Regions from separate parts of the Mus musculus genome. Here regions 1, 2, 4 and 5 are each linked to region 3. A link is a contact called in public ChIA-PET, Hi-C, HiCAR-type and capture Hi-C data. All regions are on one chromosome and are shown on one strand. The core of a region is the stretch at or near the end of the contact, and the rest is flanking DNA. Distances in the headings are between cores, read along the strand shown. Region 1 has its middle 15 kb from the start of Mir7671. Region 2 overlaps Gm12223 (a long non-coding RNA gene). Region 3 holds the start of Slc22a21 (solute carrier family 22 (organic cation transporter), member 21). Region 4 holds the start of Irf1 (interferon regulatory factor 1). Region 5 overlaps Gm12223 (a long non-coding RNA gene).

Evidence for each region. Hi-C and Micro-C count contacts between places; a contact is called where the count stands out from the background. ChIA-PET counts read pairs in DNA pulled down with a chosen protein or histone mark. HiCAR-type assays count read pairs that join an accessible place to other places. Capture Hi-C pulls out chosen DNA fragments and counts their contacts.
Region 1: a contact with region 3 is called in a Hi-C map of the HPC-7 cell line, with 7 times the contacts expected there. The contact joins the enhancer-like site here to the promoter of Slc22a21 in region 3. A contact is called at or near these places in 2 of 39 promoter capture datasets (the 3T3-L1 cell line and embryonic stem cells), 2 of 15 datasets of contacts at CTCF or cohesin (the NIH/3T3 cell line and embryonic stem cells), 29 of 484 Hi-C or Micro-C datasets (the AML12 cell line, the C2C12 cell line, the G1E-ER4 cell line and 22 more), 1 of 115 datasets of contacts at active chromatin or transcription factors (bone marrow-derived macrophages) and 2 of 9 other capture datasets (adipose tissue and liver).
Region 2: a contact with region 3 is called in a HiCAR-type map of fibro-adipogenic progenitors, with 4 times the contacts expected there. The contact joins the enhancer-like site here to the promoter of Slc22a21 in region 3. A contact is called at or near these places in 1 of 39 promoter capture datasets (embryonic stem cells), 2 of 484 Hi-C or Micro-C datasets (liver and nephron progenitors) and 2 of 115 datasets of contacts at active chromatin or transcription factors (bone marrow-derived macrophages and fibro-adipogenic progenitors).
Region 4: a capture Hi-C map of macrophages shows a contact between it and region 3, with 2.0 times the contacts expected there. The contact joins the promoter of Irf1 here to the promoter of Slc22a21 in region 3. A contact is called at or near these places in 7 of 39 promoter capture datasets (the 3T3-L1 cell line, 3T3-L1-derived adipocytes, cranial neural crest and 3 more), 1 of 484 Hi-C or Micro-C datasets (embryonic stem cells), 3 of 115 datasets of contacts at active chromatin or transcription factors (bone marrow-derived macrophages, embryonic stem cells and memory CD8 T cells) and 1 of 9 other capture datasets (macrophages).
Region 5: a contact with region 3 is called in an RNA polymerase II ChIA-PET map of memory CD8 T cells, with 7 read pairs. The contact joins the enhancer-like site here to the promoter of Slc22a21 in region 3. A contact is called at or near these places in 15 of 484 Hi-C or Micro-C datasets (the AML12 cell line, CD8 T cells, cerebral cortex and 7 more) and 1 of 115 datasets of contacts at active chromatin or transcription factors (memory CD8 T cells).

The regions. Positions count from the first base shown.
Region 1 is chr11:53,746,670-53,749,693 of GRCm38.p6, forward strand. No RefSeq gene overlaps it. Among named protein-coding and RNA genes, the nearest start is that of Mir7671, 15 kb to the right of the region's middle. Within about 2 kb of position 1,547, at least 55 of the 459 cell types and tissues checked have an H3K27ac peak or open chromatin away from gene starts, as enhancers often do. A contact at or near this core is called in the HPC-7 cell line and bone marrow-derived macrophages, where this site is marked.
Region 2 is chr11:54,180,432-54,183,276 of GRCm38.p6, forward strand. The region is part of intron 3 of Gm12223 (a long non-coding RNA gene); the gene reads left to right. All of the region lies in intron 2 of 4933405E24Rik (RIKEN cDNA 4933405E24 gene), which reads right to left. Among named protein-coding and RNA genes, the nearest start is that of 4933405E24Rik, 31 kb to the right of the region's middle. Within about 2 kb of position 1,425, at least 46 of the 459 cell types and tissues checked have an H3K27ac peak or open chromatin away from gene starts, as enhancers often do. A contact at or near this core is called in fibro-adipogenic progenitors, where this site is marked.
Region 3 is chr11:53,978,920-53,982,048 of GRCm38.p6, forward strand. It overlaps Slc22a21 (solute carrier family 22 (organic cation transporter), member 21), which reads right to left and starts at 1,414. Exons shown (of 10, transcript NM_019723.3): 1 at 546-1,414. The coding sequence starts at 938. It overlaps Gm30927 (predicted gene, 30927), which reads left to right and starts at 1,112. Exons shown (of 4, transcript NR_168634.1): 1 at 1,112-1,418; 2 at 2,390-2,478; 3 at 3,041-3,113.
Region 4 is chr11:53,768,292-53,771,309 of GRCm38.p6, forward strand. It overlaps Irf1 (interferon regulatory factor 1), which reads left to right and starts at 1,723. Exons shown (of 10, transcript NM_008390.2): 1 at 1,723-1,987; 2 at 2,993-3,018. The coding sequence starts at 2,998.
Region 5 is chr11:54,161,789-54,165,022 of GRCm38.p6, forward strand. All of the region lies in intron 3 of Gm12223 (a long non-coding RNA gene), which reads left to right. Among named protein-coding and RNA genes, the nearest start is that of Gm12223, 22 kb to the left of the region's middle. Within about 2 kb of position 1,348, at least 23 of the 459 cell types and tissues checked have an H3K27ac peak or open chromatin away from gene starts, as enhancers often do. A contact at or near this core is called in CD8 T cells and memory CD8 T cells, where this site is marked.

The DNA.
Region 1 (3,024 bases), core at 297-2,796, 230 kb before region 3:
CAAACGGACTTCAGGCTTGATGCTAACAAGGGGGAAACCACGACCATACTGGAAACCTAGCCAACTTCCCTGGGCTAGTGAGGTCATGGATCCTGGAAAGGAACCCACAACCACCACTTTACTAAACCAACATAACTCCTAACTACATTCTAAATATTTATCCTTATGCCCACAGGTAAGTGTAGTCCTCACCCCTCGTCAAGGAAGCCTCTCTTTGCAGTAGGTGGAGACCATTACAGAAAACCACAACCAATCAAAATGCAGAGTTGAGGAGCACCAGTCTCAGCTGCCACATCTATAACACAACTGCTCACCCAAGGCTTGGGGATCACCATGGAAAATGGGGAGGAAAGACTATAAGAGCCAGAGAACAGGGGGTTTGCTGTTAGATTGTGTCCTAGAAATGCCAGAGATTCTGCACACATGAGGTCTCACCAACATGGCTACCTAAACATGGCCTGAATAGGAAGATCCCACACAGACATGCTAACATGGAAGGGAGAAAGCTTATGAGGCTTCAACCCTAGACAAAGAACTCCAGGGGACTTAGGAATGCCAAGGTCAGTCCTGAAAACATGTACATACATGTACATACAAATGTATGTAAGGAGGGGCCTAGAGAGATGGCTCAGCCATTAAGAGCACTGTCTGCTCTTCCAGATGACCTGAATTCAATTCCCAGCAGTCACATTACAGATGGTGGCTCACAAACCATCTGTAATGAGACCCAATCTGGTCTCTCTGAAGAGAGTCACAGTGTACTCACATACATAAAATAAATAAATAAATCTTAAATAAAAAAAAAAAAAAGAACAAAACAAAGAACATTAAAGAACATTATATGGACTAAACAGGTTGGCTTTATATATTGGAAATACACAAACACACCACAAACATGCACACACAAATGTAACCACAATTAAAGAAAAAGAGGCCATGAATTTTACAAGAAAGTTGGGATGTTGCCTGGAATGGGTTGGGGGGAAAGGAATAGGGGAGAATGATGTAATTATAATCGCTATCTATCTATCTATCTATCTATCTAATAAAAGAGAAAGCATGGGAATGAGTTTTGTAGGGTGGTGACACATGGCTTTAGCCACAGCTTGGACGGGGCAGGGACAGGGGTGCAGAGGCAAGTGGATCTCTGTGAGTTCCTGGTTGGCTTGGACTATATCTACAGCAAGTTCCAGGCCAATCAGGACTACATAGTGAGGTCCTGGCTCAATAAGACAATAAAATAAACAAGTGAATTTTGTCATGACGTTTTCACAGCCATGGCATATGAATCATTGTGTTTTAGTCCTGTTTACCCACCCCCCCCCAGCCTTCAGTGCAAATCCCCCTTTTCCAGCTGGTCCTTTCCCCTCTGACCACAAGCCTCCCTCCTCTCTCATGTCTTATCGTATGTTATATATAAGTAGCCTTGTGTAACTGTTAGGTTAGATCTACCGCTGAGAGAAAGTCCAACATTTTGTCTTTCCTTTCCCACCACCATCTGTGGTTTCCTCCTTCACGCTCTGTTCCATGCTCGTGTGTGTGCACGTTTGAACCTGGGTTCCTCAAATGAGAGGAAGCAACATTTGTCTGCGTCTGGCTTATTTTGCTTAACAAGGTGATCTTCGGTTACATCTATTTTCCTGGAGATAACGTAATTCTATTTGTTTGTTTGTTTGGTTTGGTTTTTAGAGACAGGGTTTCTCTGCGTAGCCCTGACTGTCCTGAAACTTGCTCTGTAAACCAGGCTGGCCTTGAACTCACAAAGATCCCTCTGTCTCTGCCTCCAGACTGCTAGGAAACTTAATTCTTTATGGTAGAACAAAACTGTTGTGCTGGGCCTGCAGTTTATACCTGTAATCCCAGCATTTAGGAGGCCAAGGAAGAAGGATTACCATACTAAACTCAAGGCTAGCCTGGAGTACATAGTGAATTCCAGGTCAGCGGGGCTACAGAGTGAGGAGAGACAAGAGCATGTCTTGTGTGTATGCACTGCTTTTCTTTCTCCTGGTTTGTCTGCTGATGGACATCTTGCCTGGCTCCATATCTTGGCCATTGTGAGCCACGCTATGGGCCCACCGTGTGCTGACTCGGGTTCCTTCAGTGCATACAGGGCTGGTCCCACGAATCACGTGGTAGTCTACTTTTAGTAATGAGGAACCTCCATTATGTCCACAGCTGGCTGCCCTGGTTCACATTCTCACCCACAGTGATGAGGGTTCCCTTTTCCTCAGGTTTCCTCATCTCCCACTCTTGTTATCGTAGCATCTTGTTGGGTTGGGGATGGATATTTGGCTGTGGGGATGGGGCTGGGGGAAGAGTTCTAAGACAGGGTCTCTATGTTTGTAGTCCAGGCTGGTCCTGAGCTTTCAGTGAGCCCTCTGCCTCAGCCTTCCAAGTGCTGGGATTAGAGGCATGCAATGCCCTTGCTCTAAAAACCAAAATTAACTGTATGGCATAATGGGTTTTGCTACGGCACCTTCATGCATGTCTATGATGTACTTTGGTGACGTTTCTCCCGTCTTGTCATCACATACATTGACAACAGCATCAAAAACCTGTTGTTGTTTGCTTGCAGTGCTAAAGATCGGATCCAGGACAAGTAGCGGTGCACACTGGGCAACACTCCACCACCAGGCTACATTGCTGGTCCCCAAAATGTTATTTTTGTTTTTTCATCATGAAAATTCCTTTATTTCATTTTTAACATCTATTTATTTAAAAAAAAAAAAAAAAAAAAAAAAAAAAGGTCTAACATCTGCCTTCTGCTTAAAACTTTCGGCTGCCAAGGAACCACCATAGTTTCTCTCCAGCTGAGGCGGCCTGAGGTGCCCCTCCCTCCTGCAGCTGCCAGTCCCCATTGCCTTCAAGTTCTGGAGAGAACCCAGCTCTGTGGTGCTTTTACCTCAGATTTTATTTTCTGTAGCCGAAAATGAACTGAGTTCCTGAGTGGGAGGCCAGAGCTGTAAAGGAGGGAATGTGAGAGGAGTAAAGAGACCAAGACAAATTTTCTGATCACGGCCCAAT
Region 2 (2,845 bases), core at 175-2,674, 200 kb after region 3:
TGAGAAGATGACAGCACTAGAATGGTAAGGAGCCCACTTGTGAAAGGTCTAGACTGTGAGTGTCCTAGGCTGGATGTCAATCAGGCACAAAAGCATGAGGAAGGCAAAGCCTGATCAACATAATGTTTGGAAGCAGCCCTTCCTGCTTTAGTTATATATTCATATTAAATATTGCATATTTAGCTACATATCTTCTCCATAGTTGCAGGAACAAAACAATAGAAAATCCTTTTTTAAAAATTTATGTTAATTTTAATAGTATACTTATATATTCTTATTATATTTTAAAATTATTAACCATTTTATATTAATTACTGAGTTCATTATAAATTCAATTTTGTCATAGTTGTGTAACTGTGAAGAAATATATTCAGACTATGTATATGTACACATAAAAGTTTCTATACTACATACAGTTTCCAATATCTACACAGTGTCTTTTTTTTCTTTTTTTATATGAATGCTCTTTTTTTAAAATTAGGTATTTTCTTCATTTACATTTCCAATGCTATCCCAAAAGCCCCCCCATATCCTCCCCCCCCAACTCCCCTACCCACCCATTCCCACTTTTTGGCCCTGGTGTTCCCCTGTACTGAGGCATATAAAGTTTGCAAGACCAAGGGGCCTCTCTTTCCAATGATGGCTGACTAGGCCATCTTCTGCTACATATGCAGCTAGAGACACGAGCTCCCGGGGGTACTGGTTAGTTCATATTGTTGTTCCACCTATAGGGTTGCAGACCCCTTTAGCTCCTTGGGTACTTTCTCTAGCTCCTCCATTGGGGACCCTGTGTTCCATTCAATAGCTGACTGTGAGCATCCACTTCTGTGTTTGCCAGGCACCGACATAGCCTCACAAGAGACAGCTATATCAGGGTCCTTTCAGCAAAATCTTGCTGGCGTATGCAATGGTGTCTGCATTTAGAGGCTGATTATGGGATGGATCCCCGGGTGCGGCAGTCTCTAGATGGTCCATCCTTTTATCTCAGCTCCAAAGAAAATCCTAATCACCTATTTTTTTGAAGTTGGGAGTTTCAGATGTATCGGAGTTCCATGGACTTTGGAGCAGTAATCGAAGTACCACAATCTATCTATTTGGACTTTGAGTCTCAGGGATCCACTCATTAGGGTACCTGACCCAAACCATCTTTAAGGATTCTGAGCCCCATTCAATAATGTCTTCTGAAAGCATGAGCAACACACTTGCTCACTTGCTACTAAAGTTTTGCAGGGAGTTCTATGAGTCCCCGGTAAGTCACCTAAAGCCACACTCTACCCTGTCACTATGTAACAAAATCATGATCGCCTCTTGGTTAGAACTGAGGACTTTTGGCAGCAGCGATTCTGTGTTTCCTGCTGGTCTGCAAACATGAGGAGCTCAACGTGACAGGGCAATAGGCATAGTTTAAATTCCGCTGAGAAGTCCCAGTCAGGCTCCTCTGATGCAAGCATTTCCCTCTGGGATCCAGGCCGGTAGAACAGTGCAGTCTGGTAGGATGTTTTGCAACAATGGAAATCTTCTGCGCTGTCCAACATTCTTGCTACTTTTTCATATGGCCATTGAACGCTTGAAATGTGCCAAGTATGAATGAGGAACTGAATCTTTAATTACACCTAAGGGTAAACACCCATGCATGGTTAGATGGCTACCCTTAGCTAGTGCATTTGTCTAGCGATGGAGGGAGAGGAAACACTCTTCCGATGAGTCACTCCAGCACACAGAGGGGTCATTTCTATTTCCACTCATCAGTTTCCAGACCCATGCATTCTTCATGCTATGCTTATTGGTTTGGGATGTATGATGCAGCCTAGAAGAGGATCCTGACTTTGCAGAACACAATCTTCAAGCTGATATCTTACCCAAAGCTTCAAGAAACCATTCCTTTACCCTGTCAAGTGACCAGTTCACTGGCAATGGATGATATAATTAAATCAGCAGTTGCTTTGGTCATTTTTCCCATTTCCCTGTGCATTTTGCTTAGTGAAAGTCTCAATTTGACTCTCCTTTTGGGTATTAGTATTGGCCAAGGATCTGGGGAAATTGATCTTAGTCAACATGAAGTTCTATTTCTAGGTGGAAGAGGTCCTGTTTAACTTGGTAGGTAGCTGGTGGCTTTCTCTGATGATATTATCTGTTCAAGGGTCTCTTTCATCTAACCGACTAGAAGTTTCATCTTAATGTTTAAATGTTCCTACTTCCTCCTGTTCTTACCAACACTCTCCTGCTATGTAATTTTATTATTTCTTAAAAAACTATGTGTATGTGTATGTGTATGTGTATGTGTATGTGTATGTGTATGTGTATGTGTATGTGTATGTGTATGTGTATGTGTATGTGTTTGTGTATGTGTATGTCTGTGAAGGGATGCACACATGCGTGCAAAGTTCACAGAGGCCAGAAGAGGCATCAGATCACCTGGAGCAGGCGTTGTAGGCAGTTGTAAACTGCCTTACATGAGTGGGTGTTGGGAACTGAACTTGGGTCTTCTGCAAGCGAAGCAGTACTTTTAATGTTAAGCCGTGTCTCCAGCCCCTGCTTCATCCTGTATCCTGCGGTTTAGATTTATATTTTCCTGATGGTTAAGAGGGCTGAGTATCTTTTCATGTACTTATTGGTCACTTGTATATCTTTGAAAAATAACTACTCAGAGCCCTTGCTACGTGGGGGTTTGGCAGTACGTGGGAGGTTGGCAGTATGTGGGTTGTTGTTGGTGGTACAGTGCTCTTCCTCTGTGCTGAATCCTTTCCTGATGATTTTCTCTGACACATAAAAGGTTGGGTTTTTTTCCCCCACATGTTTTATAATGGTCAATAATGACTGATTATTAATGGGTGCCAGCTCCAGT
Region 3 (3,129 bases), core at 164-2,663:
ATACCAACAAGTCACCCTGGATAGATCTGCAGACACATGGGTCCTTAAGAAGTAACAATCCATCGCTGGCAAATGGAAAACAGTTTCTCCTGGGGCATGGCAAGACTTCATTTTGGGGTAAGGATAGGTGAGGGAAGAAAGAATAACTCCAGAAAGGGTAGAGAGTTTGGAACACACGTTTCTTTAACTTTAAAAAGTTCTGCAAAGAGTCTTTCCTTTCTGAACAGAGGCTAAAACCTGTGGTCTCTTCTCTGGAGCAAGTCTGAATCCGGCCCCTCTGAATCACATCACTACCTCGAGAAAGTCCCACCACTCAGGGTCTCAGGGCATCTCCTAGGGGCAGAACCTTCTGGACTCTATCTTCAATGGGACCCTATGGACGGATGGTCTGCCAGACATTTGTCCTCTGAGGGGCGTACTATGGCTAGAAGTCATCTCATAAAATGTTCTTAAAGGATGCTCATCACCAGGGAGCTTGTGGTTAAACTAAGGAACAACCATTGCCTGCGATGTCACCAGACCCTGACAGGGGGGCTGTCACCTACCTCTGTCACGATGGTGGACAGGAAGATGTCCTTGTCGTACTCCCAGCCATCCAGGCAGTTCTCCTGCTCCAGCTGCTCCAGGTCCACGTCCCGTCCCGGCTCCAGCCCTAGCTCAGAGAAGTTGGCGATGGTGGCCAGTCGGTAGCGGCGGCATTTCTGAGGCACCTCTGGTCCGTCCTTCGTCTCCATCGGGATACTGTGGTTGCGCCACGCGCTGCTCAGGTTCACGGTGTCTGGTATCCGGCAACGGTGCTCCGGGATCGCCGTCAGGAACACGGCTGACAACCCAGTAAAGCCATTGGGGATGATGCTGGCGCTGAGCAGGAAGAAGATGAGGCGCTGGAAGGTCCCCCACTCGCCCAGGAAGGCGGTCACCTCGTCGTAGTCAAGCATAGAGTCGGCAGCCCACGGCGTCCCGCCGGGAATCCGAGGATACTCGGGCGCAGTGGGCGGCGCACGGTTTGTCCGTGCACGCGGAGCACCAGTCACTCGTCGAAGAGGAGTTCGAGAAAGCGTCGGGAGACGTTTTCCACACGGAGAAGCTCGTGAGTTCCTCCCGCCGCCTCAGACCCCGCCAGCGCCAGAGACACCGAGGACGTGAGGCCATGATGGACTCCGCGCGGAGTCTGGCCTAGACTGCAAGGCCGGCCGTGCAGTCCTGAGGCGAACCGTGGGGTGGGCGCGGCAGGAGTCTGAGTGATCCGTAGTGGGCACTGGACGCGCCTGTACGTGAGGCGGGTCTGGTCCCGGTCTCCGAGCTGGCTGGACAGTGCGGAAGCGGGATGGAGCCTGGCTTCAGAACTGCGCGGGTGTGAGGGAGCCTAGGAGTCCCTTGCCTACTACTCTGAGCTGTTCGCTGAGGAACGCCCTGAGGTAAAGTCCTTCCCAGTCGAGAGCAAGCGAGTCGGGCTGGGGGCGGGGCCGCTGTAGTCCCCGCCCCGAAGCTGCTGCTAGAGGGAGGGACGGGTCTTCTCAAGCCACACCCCCCGAGCGAGTCGGGCTGGGGGCGGGGCCGCTGTAGTCCCCGCCCCGAAGCTGCTGCTAGAGGGAGGGATGGGTCTTCTCAAGCCACAACCCCGAGCTGGTCCCCAGGGCTCCTTTGGGGGAAGTTGTGACCAAGCTGGGTGTTGACTTGGAGAAAGGCGTAGGATTTCGGTATGAAACACCCTCTCAACTTTTTGTTATGGGTCAGAAAGGGATTGTATCCCACCAAAAGTCTTCTCCTTCAATGGACCTGAGTTCAATTCCCAGCACGCATTGGAGGCTTACAACCTTCTGGTAACTCCAGTTCCGGGGGAACTAATCCCCTTTTCTGGTCCCCTGTCACATATAGTGCACAGACATACATGCAATCAAAACGCCCACTCACATAATGTCATATTATAATAATCATTAAGAGATTGAGACAAATTTTGAGGCTGTGGTCATGAGGCTGTGGGCAATGAATTTCAATTTCTAGGCTCTGTTCTGTGCTTTATGTTTTTAAAGATTAAGAAATCATTCAGTTATTCATCAAATCGACTTAAGCAAATATAAAAATTTAACTTCAAGATTAAGGATCTTAGTCTAGGATTATACCCTCAAATTAGTTATTTTTTACAGTTAATTCAGGAGCTGACTGGTGATCTACATAGTTCCAGGCCAGTCAGGACTACACAGTGAAACCCGTCTTAAAACAAACACAGAGCCTTACAATGAAATCCATTGTTTTGTGCAAATAGTATTTCCTAAAATTAAAAAGATAAGGTATAAAAATAGCAATTGTGTAATTCTAAAGTAATATTGTCAAATGAAATGAGAAGTTACATTTATAATTTTATTTATTTATTTATTTACTTATTTAGATGGGGCCTACTGTATTTCCCTGGCTTTACCTGCAACTTTGGTCACAAATGACCACCTGCCTCATCCTCTCTAGTAGCAGGGACAACAGGTGTGTACAGCAGATGCACATTATCATTAAAATTGTCTTGGTAGCTGTTGTATTCGTAACTTTTCTGGTTACAGAGACAAAAGCAATTTAAGGGAGAAGAGGTTTGGGCTTGTGCTTAGAGGGTAGAGTCGGTCACTCTGGGAAGGCCGGGTGGCAGGAGTCAGCTTGTCACAGTCGCCTCAGTCAGGAAGCCAGGAGAGAGAAATGCTGGTGCTCAGCTTGCTTTCTCTCCTCTTACTTAGTCCTGGACCAAAGGCCATGGAACAGATGCTGCCTCTCTGAGGGTCACTCTTCTCACTCCAACTAATGAGATCTAGAAGCTTCCTCACAGACACCTAGAGGTTTCTCTCTTAGGTGATTCTAGACCCTGTCAAGTTGACAACAATAATTGTCACAGCCATATTAATAAAATGTCCAGATCTAGTAAATAAAAATTTTACGTGGTCAGATTCAAGTTTTGCATAAAGAACTAACAATTTGAAGTATCGTTACATATTGGTACTTGCAGGGACATGTGAGGTTGAGATGTAAGTGGCTGTCCTGTGTTCTTTCTCCCTGCCAGTGCTCATAGTAGAAGCCTTTAGAGCTGGGGTGTGGCCTCACATGCACCAGACCTTGGATTGGATCCCAGTTGTGTAAGAAAAGCTTTTC
Region 4 (3,018 bases), core at 473-2,972, 210 kb before region 3:
CAGTGTTGTCTCTATTGGGAAAAGGTGGAAATAACCTAAATGTCCTACAACAGGGTATTTATCTATCGGGTAAATTTTTATTTATCCTTATGACAGAAAACAGGTACCCATCACTAACAAGGCTGCATATGGACATTCCAGGACACAGGCTGACTTTCATTATGTATACCCACACAGTTATTTTGATGTAATTTGTAGTCTCTGGTTGCTTTCAGTAGGGTCTCTGTGGGCTTCAAGAGTTACAAAGTTTCTCTCCCTAATCTCATTTTGAATTTTCCATTGGCTGGTCAGAGTGTCTCCACAGAGCAAGTATACATCTGTTGCACAGAGAGCAGGTGTCAGATTCAGAGTCATGTGATCAGAAGGCCCTGGTCTCTAGTGATTCTCTTAATTTGCGACTTCAAATACCTCCGTATTTATTCTAGAGTCTCAATTCCTCCTTCCAAATCCTCCTGCCACCTTGAATCTCCTAGCTCGTCTATGAGGCAGTGACGTTACAGGTACAATCGTCCATTGATGTGTGTATTACAGCTTGCAACATTCAAACTGGGTGCTGTCCTAGACGGACAGCTAGGGTGAGGAAGGTGACACAAGAGAATGACACGGTAGAGGACTGATGTACTTGTGAGTCAGAAGCTGCGAGGAAGCGAATGAAGAAGCCTGAGGGGCCAGAGTTCGGAGATGGAACATGTATACACTAGCCCAGCCGCTAAGAGAAAGAACAAACTGGCAAGGTTTACTCGTGAACACCAGTTAACCCGCTGCCCTTGCCATCCCCTTGGGACCTGGGTCCCCCCTTAGCCACAATTTCCCTATGCTGCCCAGAACTTCTCCAGAGCCAGGCTTTGGGGACTCAGAAATGACTTCAAGACTATCAGAGAGGAACTCTCTCCCTAGGGCTACGTCGAGGATGGAGAGCTGAAGTAGGTGTCATAGAAGGAACCACGGCCACTTCGGAATTTTATCCACTTCTTTGGTGTTAGGTAGTCCCAAGGAATAAGGGTCGCCTTGGTCACCGCTAGCTAGAACCTCGTGTGGCACAGGAAAGCACACCCGCATCTTGTGCCCATGTAAGCAAACACATCATCTCTCCCCATAAGGACAAGGTGTTCCCCCATCACTTCAGACTAGCAAGTGAGCTATTGACATTTTATGGTTACGGAGTCCTTGAGTCCTTCAACGGCTGGCCCTGCAGAGTCCAGGCTGGGAGTTCCTACTGCCCCGTATTTCCAAGTTAGGCCTTCTGCCTCAATTTCCCAGAGCAGCCAAGTGGCAAGTAAGGCGGTACAGGGACATAATCTCTCCCTTCTTGACACTTCATTACCAGACTGATTTTGAGGGTGATTTAGTCCCGGGGACCCTTCTGGAGAGGGAATCAGGTGTTCTAGAGACATAGGGAGTTAGGTGTCTCCCGTGGAGAAGGGGAAGACCATCATAGGAGCCAGCAGGCTGGGAGTCTGCAGAAAGAGGGGGACGGTCTCGGCTTTCCAAGACAGGCAAGGGGGCAGGGGAGTGGAGTGGAGCAAGGGGCGGGCCCGCGGTAGCCCCGGGGCGGTGGCGCGGGCCCGAGGGGGTGGGGAGCACAGCTGCCTTGTACTTCCCCTTCGCCGCTTAGCTCTACAACAGCCTGATTTCCCCGAAATGATGAGGCCGAGTGGGCCAATGGGCGCGCAGGAGCGGCGCGGCGGGGGCGTGGCCGAGTCCGGGCCGGGGAATCCCGCTAAGTGTTTAGATTTCTTCGCGGCGCCGCGGACTCGCCAGTGCGCACCACTCCTTCGTCGAGGTAGGACGTGCTTTCACAGTCTAAGCCGAACCGAACCGAACCGAACCGAACCGAACCGGGCCGAGTTGCGCCGAGGTCAGCCGAGGTGGCCAGAGGGACCCCAGCATCTCGGGCATCTTTCGCTTCGTGCGCGCATCGCGTACCTACACCGCAACTCCGTGCCTCGCTCTCCGGCACCCTCTGCGAATCGCTCCTGCAGCAAAGGTGAGCTCGCCGGAGCTGCGCGGGCACCGACGGGTGCCGTGGAACAAAAGGCGCACGGGACACCAGGAAGTGGGGGCCAGAGACACCCTGGGTCGCGGTGGCGCGCTGGCTCGGGAGGGCGCTGCAAGCGGGCGGGAGGCGGGCCGCGGCGTGCACCGCCCTCTGGCCGCGCTCGGCGGTCTGCGTGCGCGGAGCCGCTGCGGGGCCTCTTGGTAGCCCAGAGTGGCCGTCGCGCGCACCCGCGAGCAGCGCCGGGGGACTCGGATGTCCGCCTGCGCGCACTTTTGGCGGTCGCAGCTTGGCTCCCAGCTCTTGCTTTCGGACGCGCAGTGTTCGGTGCAGAGGTTGGCTCGCTGCCTTGACTGGCTGGACCGGGTCGTGAACTACTGGGCTTTCGGGAGGAGGTGCCACAGGTGTTGCTTGCGCCACTTCTCTTAACAGCAGGGGAAACCAGGCCGGAAGGGGTTGCGCCCCAGCCTGTATGTTGTGGGCACTGGCTGTCAAGAGGGGACATAGACTGGATTGGAGTGGGTGGGTAGAAGTGCCCGAGATGGAGGTTGACTTGCTTGCTTGCACAGCCTGGAAGGTGCAGGGCTGGGGGTGACAAGCAAAAGTAGTCCCTTCCTTCTTCCAAAGATTGAATTTTGAGAGAAAAGTTCTGTCATTGAGATGTCTGTCTTTTGGCTTTTTTTTTTTTTTTGCACATATATCCTGCAACCATCCATCCATCCAGACTTGCTTGGTTGTTTATTCCTGAGACTGACTGGGAGAGACTGAAAAGAATGGGCAGGTGGCTTTGCCCATGATGCTGGAGAGTTTCATTCTACTTCAGGGTCCCTAATCTATGACCTGGGTACCTGGCTGATGGCAGGAGAGTGGGGGAGGGTAATGACCTGGGTGTGAGGACAGGAGAAGGTAATTGAGCGAGCGGCCTTGGGTGGAGCAGGGCAGTGCCCAGGGTTGTTTAACAGACTCCAAACACAGGCCTCTGTCTTTTCCCTCCAGCCACCATGCCAATCACTCGAATGCGG
Region 5 (3,234 bases), core at 98-2,597, 180 kb after region 3:
CCCCTGGCTCTATATGTTCTCTGAGCCTTAAGCAGAGGGGTTGGTTTGTAAATGTATCCATTGGGGATGGGCATCCACAGCTACTTATTTTCTGATTTTTTTTTTAACTGAAAGTTGTGGCTTTCCAAATGTTGCAAAAAAAAAAAAAAAAAGATATTTCTTGGATGGCAGAGAGAATACCACTTGTCTGTGGATATAAAGTTAAATATTTAGAAATCAGTTACAAATTACATTAGTTTAAGGACATACCAGTAGTAGGCTCCCCTCTAGAGTCGGTGAGCTCTCTCACAAGTAGTTTGCTAAGTCTGCAGTTCCAGGCATGGATTTCCTCCTATTGAGTGGGTCTTAGGTCCAGTTAGACAGCAGTTGGTTACCCACAAGATAAAGGTGCCGCTATTGCATACACAACTGAGGATAGCTTGCTGGACCAATCATTGTTGTGGCCCCTAGGCGTCACAGTTGGGTATGGTGACTGGTTACTTTCCTCCCTTAACAGCTTGCATGGTACCTTCTGACACCCTGGGAGCTAGTCCTCCAGCAGGAGGCTTCCAGGTAAGTTCCAACTCACCTCCTCCCAGTCCTGGGTCCTGTGAGCTGCCCAGTGTGGGTATGTAGAATCAAACACAGGCCCTCTGTAAGAGCAGCAGGCATGGCTAAACACTGAGTTAGCTCCCTGGATATTTGTTTTAATGTTTTAATGGGGGTCATAGTTTTCAATTATCCATCAGGCACAACTCATGTTGCTGAGCATCTAAAACTCTGGGTGAATAGCTTCAGAGACCAGTGACCCCTTGTTGTGTTTGTTTGTTTCTTTTTCTCTTCTTTCTTTCTTGTTTCTGTTTGTTTGTTTGTTTTTTGTTGCTGTCAGAGCTTCTCTCTGTAGCTTTGTCTGTCCTGGAACTCACTCTGTAGACCAGGCTGGCCTGGAATTCAGAACTCCTGACTCCCAATTGCTGGGATTAAAGGCATGGGCCATCACTGCCTGGCTCCATTTTTCAATCTCTGCCTTTTTAAAATGGAATTAAAGCCATGAGAATTTTGTTTAAGTCACTATTAAAGGCAACTTCCTCTTGTCCTTATTGTAAGCGCTCCTTCTGGCTTTCAAGATGGAAGCTGAAGCAAGGTGATCCCCTAAGCAGCAGGGACAAGGAGGCTCTTCCTTCCTTTCCTGGCCACCTTGTGCAGAAAGGCTGCCTCTGAGCAGCCAGCTGTTAGCTGTCTGCAACACCCTGGAAGTCTTCAGAAAAGACACCTCTGGCTCTTGCAGGTGCAGCCGCAGGCAGGGCTGTTCAAAACAATTTATAACAGGGTTTTGCTGTCACAAGCCTCAGTGAACTCTACATGACCCTGCAACTATTTCCCCCCTAGGTCAGACTGGGGAGCACCTAGCCTGAGGGCCTGCTGACTGGTGCCTAAGGCTGAGTAGAGCCACCACATCCCCCCACCCCACTCTTTCATGAAGGTGTGCTGTGATTGGTCCATACACCTCTTCTTGGGTTAGGTAAGCAAGCTGCATAGAGTGTGCTGCCTACAGAGACTTCCCTGCACTGCAGGGGCCCTTACCTTGAGGCCCTACAAAGGCTCCCCTCAACTGTCTTTTCTTATTTATTTTAGTAGGGTCTAGGCTGGGAAGATAAAGACAGAAGCAGTAGAGGCGGCCAGCTTGGATCGACAGCAGGATGGCAGTGGGAGGAGCAGTTAGGGAGGAGCAGTTACAACCTGCACTCAGCAGGCCAAGCAGGAAAACCCGGGAGGACCACCACGCTGAGGACAAGGCACACAGTAGAGCACTTGCCTGGCACACTCTCGGGGCTAGGTTCAATCCCCACTACCAAGAATATTTAGATACATTGAAATAATGAATTAATTATTTAAAAATAGTTGTCAAGCCACTTGGCCACTTGATAGCTGAGACAGGCTGTGGAATCCCCACACCTAGGCCTGCCCAGATGTGATGTTGGGTGCTGCCAAGGGCTGAGGAGTCACCCCTACCTTCCTAAGCTCCCCTGAGGACTGCAACATGCAGAGCTATGATTCCCAAGGCCTGCCCGTGTGCGATTGGAACACCAGTGGACGCTCTTTGTTTTTGCTCCCACCCATCACGTATTGAAAACCAAACTAAGACTAGAGAACAGCTGGTTGTGTTTGCTGCCCATTGCCCTGAAGATCAGCCCACAAACACGTGGATAAGGCATGAAGATTAGATATGCTTGAGTTTGGGGTGAAGTGAAATTAAACATAATTTTTTATTATTATTATCATTAATTTTTTATTTGAGAATTTCATGTGTGTAGTGCCACCCCTTTTTCAAACATAATTTCTAAAAAGCCGTTGGCGCTCCCTGACAGTGCTTTCCCTTCCCTTTCAAACAAATGTTCAGCCACAGAGCAGACAACCAAGCGAGGAGCATGACGGAGCAGCCTAATTAAATTTTCCCAAATTTTAATAAATTTGAGGAACTTATCAGGGCCTGTTACATGCTAGATGTTCCCCTAAGCACACAAGTGAGATTTCTATAGTTTGTGTTCAGAATCAGACACTGGACATGAGGATGGGTAGATAGGGCAGTATATTATGGGAAATAATATGTTGGCGGTCCCGAGGACCGTGCTCAAGGTATTCAAATACTGCATTCATAGATGATAGACAAGCCGTTTAACCACCCTGCACCCTTCTCTTCAGTAAAAGCAACTAAACCATCACAAAGCCCTGTTTTATGTTTGGGACGATTTCACACAGTGTGACTTCACGGCTCCCCTGAGTCAGTGTGCAGACAGTTTCTAGAGTTTATTCTTTGACCTTAGCTGGAAAAGTATCCTCCATAGCCTTCATGGCTTTGGAAACTCCCTTGAACACTTTGGTAAGTCCCTTGGACTAAGAGTTAGGCATCTGGGTGGTAGCTCTGATTGGTTCATTTTCAGCCCCCTTGAATGGCCTTGATTATCGTGGGATCCATCATGCTTTGCCTTGTGTGTGGTGAGGGTCTGTGAGGAAAGGTAGGACCCTTGGCTTCCTGCCGTGTCTACAGCCTTTAGACTGGATGAGCAATGAGGCGTTGTCTCTCAGTCCTTGTCTTATATTAGTTTTCTTGTTTCTTTGATCAAATACCTGAGAAGAAGCAACTTAGGGGAAGAAGGCTTTGTCATGGCTCACACTCCAAGGCGACACAGTCCATCATGGCCCGACAGCTTCATGGTGACAGGAGTTTGCTGCTGGGACTCCTAATCTTACAAC